2 separate regions of the Sus scrofa genome follow, and region 1 is linked to region 2. Evidence: chromatin contacts called from public HiChIP or PLAC-seq data. All regions are on one chromosome and are shown on one strand. The core of a region is the stretch at or near the end of the contact, and the rest is flanking DNA. Distances in the headings are between cores, read along the strand shown. Region 1 overlaps SRGAP2 (SLIT-ROBO Rho GTPase-activating protein 2). Region 2 overlaps SRGAP2 (SLIT-ROBO Rho GTPase-activating protein 2).

Evidence for each region. HiChIP or PLAC-seq counts read pairs in DNA pulled down with a chosen protein or histone mark.
Region 1: an H3K27ac HiChIP or PLAC-seq map of alveolar macrophages shows a contact between it and region 2. The contact joins two enhancer-like sites. A contact is called at or near these places in 2 of 2 datasets of contacts at active chromatin or transcription factors (alveolar macrophages and skeletal muscle).

The regions. Positions count from the first base shown.
Region 1 is chr9:67,107,923-67,111,679 of Sscrofa11.1, reverse strand. It overlaps SRGAP2 (SLIT-ROBO Rho GTPase-activating protein 2), which reads right to left. Exons shown (of 23, transcript XR_002335789.1): 22 at 63-387. Among named protein-coding and RNA genes, the nearest start is that of IKBKE, 13 kb to the left of the region's middle. Within about 2 kb of position 2,034, at least 7 of the 83 cell types and tissues checked have an H3K27ac peak or open chromatin away from gene starts, as enhancers often do. A contact at or near this core is called in alveolar macrophages, where this site is marked.
Region 2 is chr9:66,933,893-66,937,663 of Sscrofa11.1, reverse strand. All of the region lies in intron 2 of SRGAP2 (SLIT-ROBO Rho GTPase-activating protein 2), which reads right to left. Among named protein-coding and RNA genes, the nearest start is that of FAM72A, 96 kb to the right of the region's middle. Within about 2 kb of position 2,098, at least 6 of the 83 cell types and tissues checked have an H3K27ac peak or open chromatin away from gene starts, as enhancers often do. A contact at or near this core is called in alveolar macrophages, where this site is marked.

The DNA.
Region 1 (3,757 bases), core at 785-3,284, 170 kb before region 2:
CGCTTATAATCCGTGTCAAGCATAGACCCACGGTAGCTGTTTGTCCAAGAGCCCCCAGTTACCTGCGCAATGACCTCCGGGTCCATGGGCCGGTGGTTATTGAAGCTTTTTGACCTTCCTGCTGTCACTGTCTTCCGGATCTGTGGATTGTCCAGCCGATTCTTCAGGGATGAGTGGCGGCTGATGGAGTTAAGGCTCCCATGCCCACTGATGGAACACTTATCGGGCCCTTCCTTTGGGAGGCTCTGGCTCAGGACAGGCTGGGAAGATGGGCGGCAGCTAGCCCCCACCCCCGGGGAGGCGGGATCAGTCAGGGGACTGCTCAGCCCATGGCTGTCACTCCGAAAGGTTTTCCGGATGCTCCCAGATTCGGGCCGCTTCCTTTGCCTTTAATGACAAACAGAGAGGGGCAGGGTGATGGGGGAGCCCTGGCTCTGAGGCAGCTCAGATGACGGGGTGGGGTGGGGTGGGGGTGGAGGGGACAGATGTTGGCCCCCAGGGACGCCTGGAAGGAGAGGACACAGAGCACGTTCTCATTCTCTCCTGTTTCACCTTCCCGTGCTTCCTCCACGTCTCTGTTCCCCTCCCACCCCGACCTGGGCAAAGGAGCCATGGATACTTACTTGGTGGTCGTGGGCTTTGAGTCCTCAACATGTAAGGTGCTGTCAGGAAAAATGTCTGATTAAGCTCAAGTTTCTAATGGGAGACAGACTGGTGAAAAGGCACCTTCCATTACCTGCTCGGGACAGAAACCAGGCCCCAGGAGGAGAAAAAGTCTCCCCATCACCAAGGAGGTGCGGAATTGCTGGTAAGAGGAGAGTTGACGGTTCCAAATTTTAGCATGCTTCTAAGTCCACTGACAAGACTAATTCGTTTGGGCTTTGGCAAGAGGCAGTTGTCGCTTATTCTGCAGACATGGAACAGAATATCTTTCAAGAGGCTGCAGGGCTGCAGCATCTGGGCCAGGTTTGTGCATTTTGGGGAAATACATCTATGTGACCCTAAGTCACCCAGCACTGGGCCGAACCCGGACTCTGAGTCAGTGTGTTTCAGACCACGAAGGCTCTCAGACGAAATGGTTGGGCAGAATCCTATTCCTATGGGCGTTGTCTGCTGCCGAATCATTTCATTATCTCTTGACATCAGATCCTAAAGGGCCTAATTTAAGAGGCAGCGAAACTTTGGGTTTGGGATGGCCGCTGGACAGCTCTGATCTTGAATCTGCTAAGGGCCCCTGAGGCCGAGGTGGGGGTTCAGAAGGAAAGGAGTAAGACCTGAAGATAGGATACCAGCCTTGTGGCAGGGCCAATGTCCTTCGAAGTCCTGTTCCCTGGGGAGGGCTTTCTTAGCATATACCCCTGGGGCCAGGTCTGGGATGGCACAAAGTAGCCACGCCCTGAAGCTGCCTGCTCGGCTGCTTTAGCCTTGGCCGTCACCCACTCTCCAGTGGATAAAGGATGCTCTCAGAGTCTTATACAGCCCAGCTGAAACGACTTTTCTTCCTCTACAAAGTCTTCCTGGCACCCATCCTCCTAGGCAGGCAGCCTTGTTCACCCCCATTCCTTCAGTGTCTCTAGAGACCCCTTTTTAGTCACCTGTCTTTTTTTTGTCTTTTCTAGGGCCGCCCCCGCAGCATATGGAGGTTCCCAGGCTAGGGGTTTGAATCAGAGCTGTAGCCACCGGCCTACGCCACAGCCACAGCAACGCCAGATCCGAGTCGTGTCTGCGATCTACACCACAGCTCATGACAATGCAGATCCTTAACCCACTGAGCAAGGCCAGAGATCGAACACGCCACCTTATGGTTCCTAGTCGGATTCGTTAACCACTGAGCCACAACGGGAACTCTGAATCACCTGTCTATCTGGTATTCACCTTGCCTGACTGTGAGCGCCGAGGCCAGGGATCATCCTATTTGTCTCTGAATAATAATACTCGGCACAACAGTAGGTGCTCAATACATGTGTGGAACTGAGTCGAAAGGCCACACCCTAATAACTCTTTGCTGATTTCCTTTTTCCACTTGAGGAAGGCTGACTCACGAGGCCCGAACTGCTGAGAAGGCAGGCTCATGGAATGGCTGGTGTGCGCCCAGCCCCGGGGACGTGTAGGGAGGAAGACAGAATTCCAGGGTTCAGGGAGCTCAGCCTGGTGCGGGATCCGAGTGCGGCCTGAGTCCCGAGACTGTCTCGGGCACCTAACCCAGCGTGGAGGAACGTGGGGGGTGTCAGAAAGGTTTCCCCAAAGAAGTAAATCTTCGGATGGAGTCTTAAAGGAAGAGGAGCTAACCAGGTGAGGAGACAGATGTGAAGATCCAGGAGGGAGAGGACCCAGGGCGTTCAGGAAAGAGAGGGAGTTTGGGAGCTGCGGCTGGAAGGCAGTCTTAACGGCAGGACATGCCTGGGGGCTGTCGCTCACCCACCGACCAGCTGGTGTCCGGGGCAGACCATGTCCTCCAAGACCCCACCAAGCAGGGAGTTTATGGGGTCTGCCTTGACTTGCTACCACCTGTTCATCTTCTGACTCTTCCAGCCATGACTCGCTATGATTCTTTTGCACAAATGGCAACAAACCTATGATGGCTCACGCTCCCTCCACTGACCTCGCCTTTGGTTTCTGGGTTAATTACAGGCTTACGACCTGATGATTACAGGCTTATAATTAACATAGACTTGCAAATAAGGAAGAAGATGTGATGAGCCTGCAGTTAACTTTTTATGAGCTTGCCCTCCCAACGGGGCACTGTGCTGGGGGGGAAGAAAGAAAACCCTCAATCTTTTTTTTTTTTTACCGGTCTGCCTTAAATTACAACTACGCTGCGCCAGCTGAATCAGCTACTCTACAGACTAGAGGGTGAGAGAGAAGGAAAAGAGCCACGTGCCCCAACCACTCCCCCAGCTACCGTCTGGTTGGAAAAAAGCCAAGAGATCTGGGCGACCTGGTGCAGTTTAAAAACAACAAGCATCCTTTATTCTCCTTCCAGTTTCAGTGTCCAGAGGCTACGGTTAACAGGTTTTCAATGTGCAAATCATTTCATTCCTCCAGAGCCAGAGGGGAATTAAAAACTGTACATCATCTCCAATCCATATGCATCGGGAGCACCCTGGGGCTTGTCATCCTGCTGGCACTGGGCCAAGTTTCAGGGTCTGGCGGAAAGAGGTCTGTAGGCTTTGGGACTTGGTGTCTGGCCCCTTGAGATGAGATTAGCTCTCCAGTAACCTGAATGTCTCTAGGGGAGGCAGCAGCACAGGCGTGGAATCCCTCTAGACGGCCAGATCGGGTGTGGGTGGAGTGAAAACCCCAGGATGTTGCTAACAGCCACAGTGAAAGCTGGGGGTGGGGGCAGAGTTACCAGCCTGCTGGACAGAAGTGGGAATCTGCAAAGGGACTCATAGGGAAGAATAATACACAGGGCTCAAGCAATGGGGAAAAAAATGGCACATTATTTCTACTGGTGTGAAAGGGCAGGAAAAATGAGAGCTGGGGGTTAGGCAATGAATAAAGAGCTCAGGACAATGCTTTCATTGGGGTGAGGGGGGTGGGGAGCACTGGTCTCTTTTCCTCCAGGGGAGCGAATGCAGGGCGAGGGAGAAACAGACACGTGAGATCTAAATAAACCATCGGGGGTAACATGAACCTGGTAGAAGACACACGAGACTTTGGATCTTCGGACAGACAAGGGCCAAGGAAGACATCACAGAAATCGTTTGAGTCAGAATTGGAAAAGAGAAGGCACCTCTCGAGAAACAATACAAAA
Region 2 (3,771 bases), core at 849-3,348:
GCTCCTCTGGGAAATGTCACCTAGTCTGATGCCCTTGATGCATTGCTGGAGGTCAAGTGGAAGTCAACTGCCAAGAACCGTAATCATCAATCATCAAGGCTAGCAAATACTTGTGTCAAGATCTGAGCCGCAAATCATTAGAACACATGAGAAAATATAAGACATTGTCTTGCTTTCAAAGGGCTTACAACCCAATTGGGAGAAAAAAAGGAGGCTAAATGCAAAAGTATTCAGCTGAATAGGACTGTGTGTGCTAAGGGCCAAATTCATGCTCCCAGGCCATGGCCACGCTCAGAGAGGCCATCCATGTAAAGCAGGGTTGGCCTGAGTTAGTCTGAGGATGTAGAGATGTTACGGTAGTGAAGGAAGAAGGTTGTGATGACTCCTCAAAGATGAGGGGGCAGGAATGGGCTGATCCAGCTCAGGAGGATATGTGAGTAGAACACAGTGATGTGAAGGTTTACTCCGAAGACGATGGAGAGAAAGAGCGGGCAAGAGAGAGCCCCCGAGTTCTACGAGCAGGTCAGATACAGAGGTCCAAAGGGCTCTATAAACTGGCCAAAGCAAGGGGAGAGTCTTGAAAAGCAGAAGGGCAGCATAAGGAGAGTCAAAAACCCAAGGATTTCCCTACCAATCCACTCCTGAAAAGACCAAATGTCAATTTAAACATGTCCACCGTGGTAATGGACCGTGGCAAACTACATTGCTCAAGGCTCCAGCACAACGAAATGGCAAATAAACCAGATCAATATTAAAAACCAGATCCTAAATCCCTAGAGAGCTGGCACTGGAGGACTGACTTCATTTTGTGTAGGACCCAGCTTGGGATATGGCACTGGCACAAGTTGAGTTCCACCAGTCTGAACCAAGCCCCTACGAGCTGTCAGGAAAAGAGACAAACGAAGATGACTATAGAGGGTCATGAGATTCATCTGGACTTTAAAGGGAACTTCCTGTTGGAAAAATGCAGTTTTGTTCTCCAGTCTGGAGTTCTTAGGAGAGGTCAAGTCTGGAAGAAGACATCTGTGAGCCATCAGCAGCTAGACAGGAGTATGGAGTTAGCCATGAAAGTACATGCAAGGAGTTCCTGTTACGGTGCAGCAGTAACGAACATGACTAGTATCCATGTGGACTCGGGTTTGATCCCTGGCTTTGCTCAGTGGGTTAAAGGATCCAGCTTTGCCGTGAGCTATGGTGTAGGCTGCAGATGCAGCTTGAATCCTGCGTTGCTGTGGCTGTGTGGCAGGCCAGCAGCTGCAGCTTTGATTCGATACCTAGCCTGGGAACTTCCAATACTGTGTGTGCAGCCCTGAAAAGACAAAAAGAAAAAGAAAGAGAAGGAAAGAAGGCGTTCCTGTCATGGTACAGCGGAAATGAATCTGACTAGGAACCATGAGGTTGAGGGTTCGACCCCTGGCTTCGCTCAGTGGGTTAGGGATCTGGCATTGCTGTGGCTGTGGCATAGGCCGGCAGCTGTAGCTCCGATTCGACCCCTAGCCTGGGAACCTCCATATGCCGCTGGTGCGGCCCTAAAAAGCACACACACAAAAATAAAATAAAACAAAATAAAAGACAGAAAAGAAAGAAAGTGCATGCAGCTGCCTAAAGAAAGCACGTAGCATGAAAGAGTAGACCTAAGCCTGGGGCCACCCCCATTTAGGTGGAAAGCAAAAGAGGAGACAGGAAGTAGACTGAGAATGAAAAAAGATATACAAAGGTGCACATCTTTGCACTTACACAAAGGTGTAACTGCAAATTACTTAATGATAGTGGGGCAAAGAGTTTGCTCACCTTGGCAAAGAGCCTATCACAGTTGAGAGTTGGCTACACATCACTCAAGATGAATACAAGTGTCTGGCTGGCGGGCTGGGTCAGCCCATACCGCTCCAGTTGCAATGGCTGTCCCCGTCCTTCAGTTGTTGGGAGGGCTGGCCTGACAGTGTCTCGCCTTGTACCTGTGCACGTCTCTCCAGTCCCACCCCGGGGTTTCCCTACTGCCACTAAGGCGTGAGATTTGGAGGGATCTGCTCAGTCACCAGCCATGCTATGAAGACGCATAAGGGAAGTTGAAGCTCCATGATGTCAACCCTGACTAATAGGAGATGGGAGCTGGCAAATGAAATCTTCCCCTTCCTTCCCCCAGCGGACTGTTCAGAGATGTAGTGGTTTCACATATTTTCTCTGACGATGTCCCACAAAACCAAAGAGTCAGCCTCTCTTGAAGCTGTGGGCAACCTATAAGCAGCCCTTAGATCTCTCCTTACCTCTTTTTCTCACTTCCCTTTCCCCCCATTCCTGCTTCCTGGCGATGGCTCGCACAAATCAAGCGCAAGCTTTTGCCTCAAGAGCTCTCTTTTCCTAGCGAACCCGACTAAGACACTTACCATGTGCCAGGCACTGTTCCAAATGCTGGAGAGATCATCTTTTCCTCGATGAAATTTATTCCCCAGTGAAAGTAGCCACTTGGTAAAGCCTGGAGACGAGCTAATGCTATTTCAAGAACTCAATGCATTTGTGAAGTGATTTGGTTGGTTATGAGAACTGGTTTAGTTGGCTACATTTTGTCCTCCGTGGAAAGGTAAGCTGTCTCTACAAAAGCTACGGGCAGGTGTTTCATATACAATCAATAGTGATCACAGATGCCATTTACTAAATACTTTCTATGTGACTCATAGGAAGTTGAGACAACATTCACGTATAAAAGTATATTATCTTACGTAATCCTCGAAAAGTCCCAGTGGGATAAGTTTGCAGTAAAGCAGAGTGGTTAACAGCACAGACTTTGCATTCGGAAAGACCTGGCTTTAATTCTAGCTCTGCCACATGCTAGCTGTATATCCTTGAATAAGATACTTAATCTCTCTAAGTCTGTTCCATTACTTATAAAATGGAGTTTGTAAGAGCAGCCACCCCAGTGGATTGTTATAAAGAGTAGAAGAGATAATGCAGATAAAGTGTTTATTATATGCTGGGTATCCAGTCAGATTCCATTATAAGTCAACCATAATTCTTCCCACTGCGCAGATGGTGGCCACCGAGGTTGAGAGAGCTCATTAACTGCCTGAAGTCACTCAGATAGTTACAGATCACAACAGGATCGAAATCTAGATGTGTTTAATTCCAAAATCCGTGCTCTTAACCACTCTCCTACATTTTTAAAAATTCAGCTGCAATAGGGAGTCATTTGGTTGCCTTTTATACTGAAGTCCCATAGTTCTAGGATGAAGTTGGCAATACTGATTGGGTAACAAAAAAGATCCCTGAATTTCTCCAACTTCTCCAACACAAGTCCTCATTCTCACTGCTTTATCTCTGAATGTTTAAGTATTTGTGTTGGAGTGGAGTGGGAAAAAACCTTTATATCACTTCTTCTTGAAGGAAACATAAGCAAAAAGTCCATGCCCACCTAGAGAGCTATCAACTAGAGGTGGCAGAGCAAAATCTGAGTTCCACTCAACTTTCTATGAGCTTCCTTGGCACAAAAAATACTTTTTTAAAAATTAAATAGTATTTAATGAATGGCACCTGTGATCACTATTGATCCTTGTCAATAAGTGGAAAACAGATGGTCTATAACTGGAAACAGACTACCTGGGCTCAAAACGCCAGCTCCATTACTTACTAGCTGTGTGACCCTGGGAAAAGTACTTAACTTCTCTGTGCTTCAATGTTTCCACGTGTAAAAGTTCATTAATAATGGTACCCACCTCTTTTGTTTTTTTGTTTTTGTTTTTTGAGGTTATTTTTTTGGCCATACCCATGGCATGCACA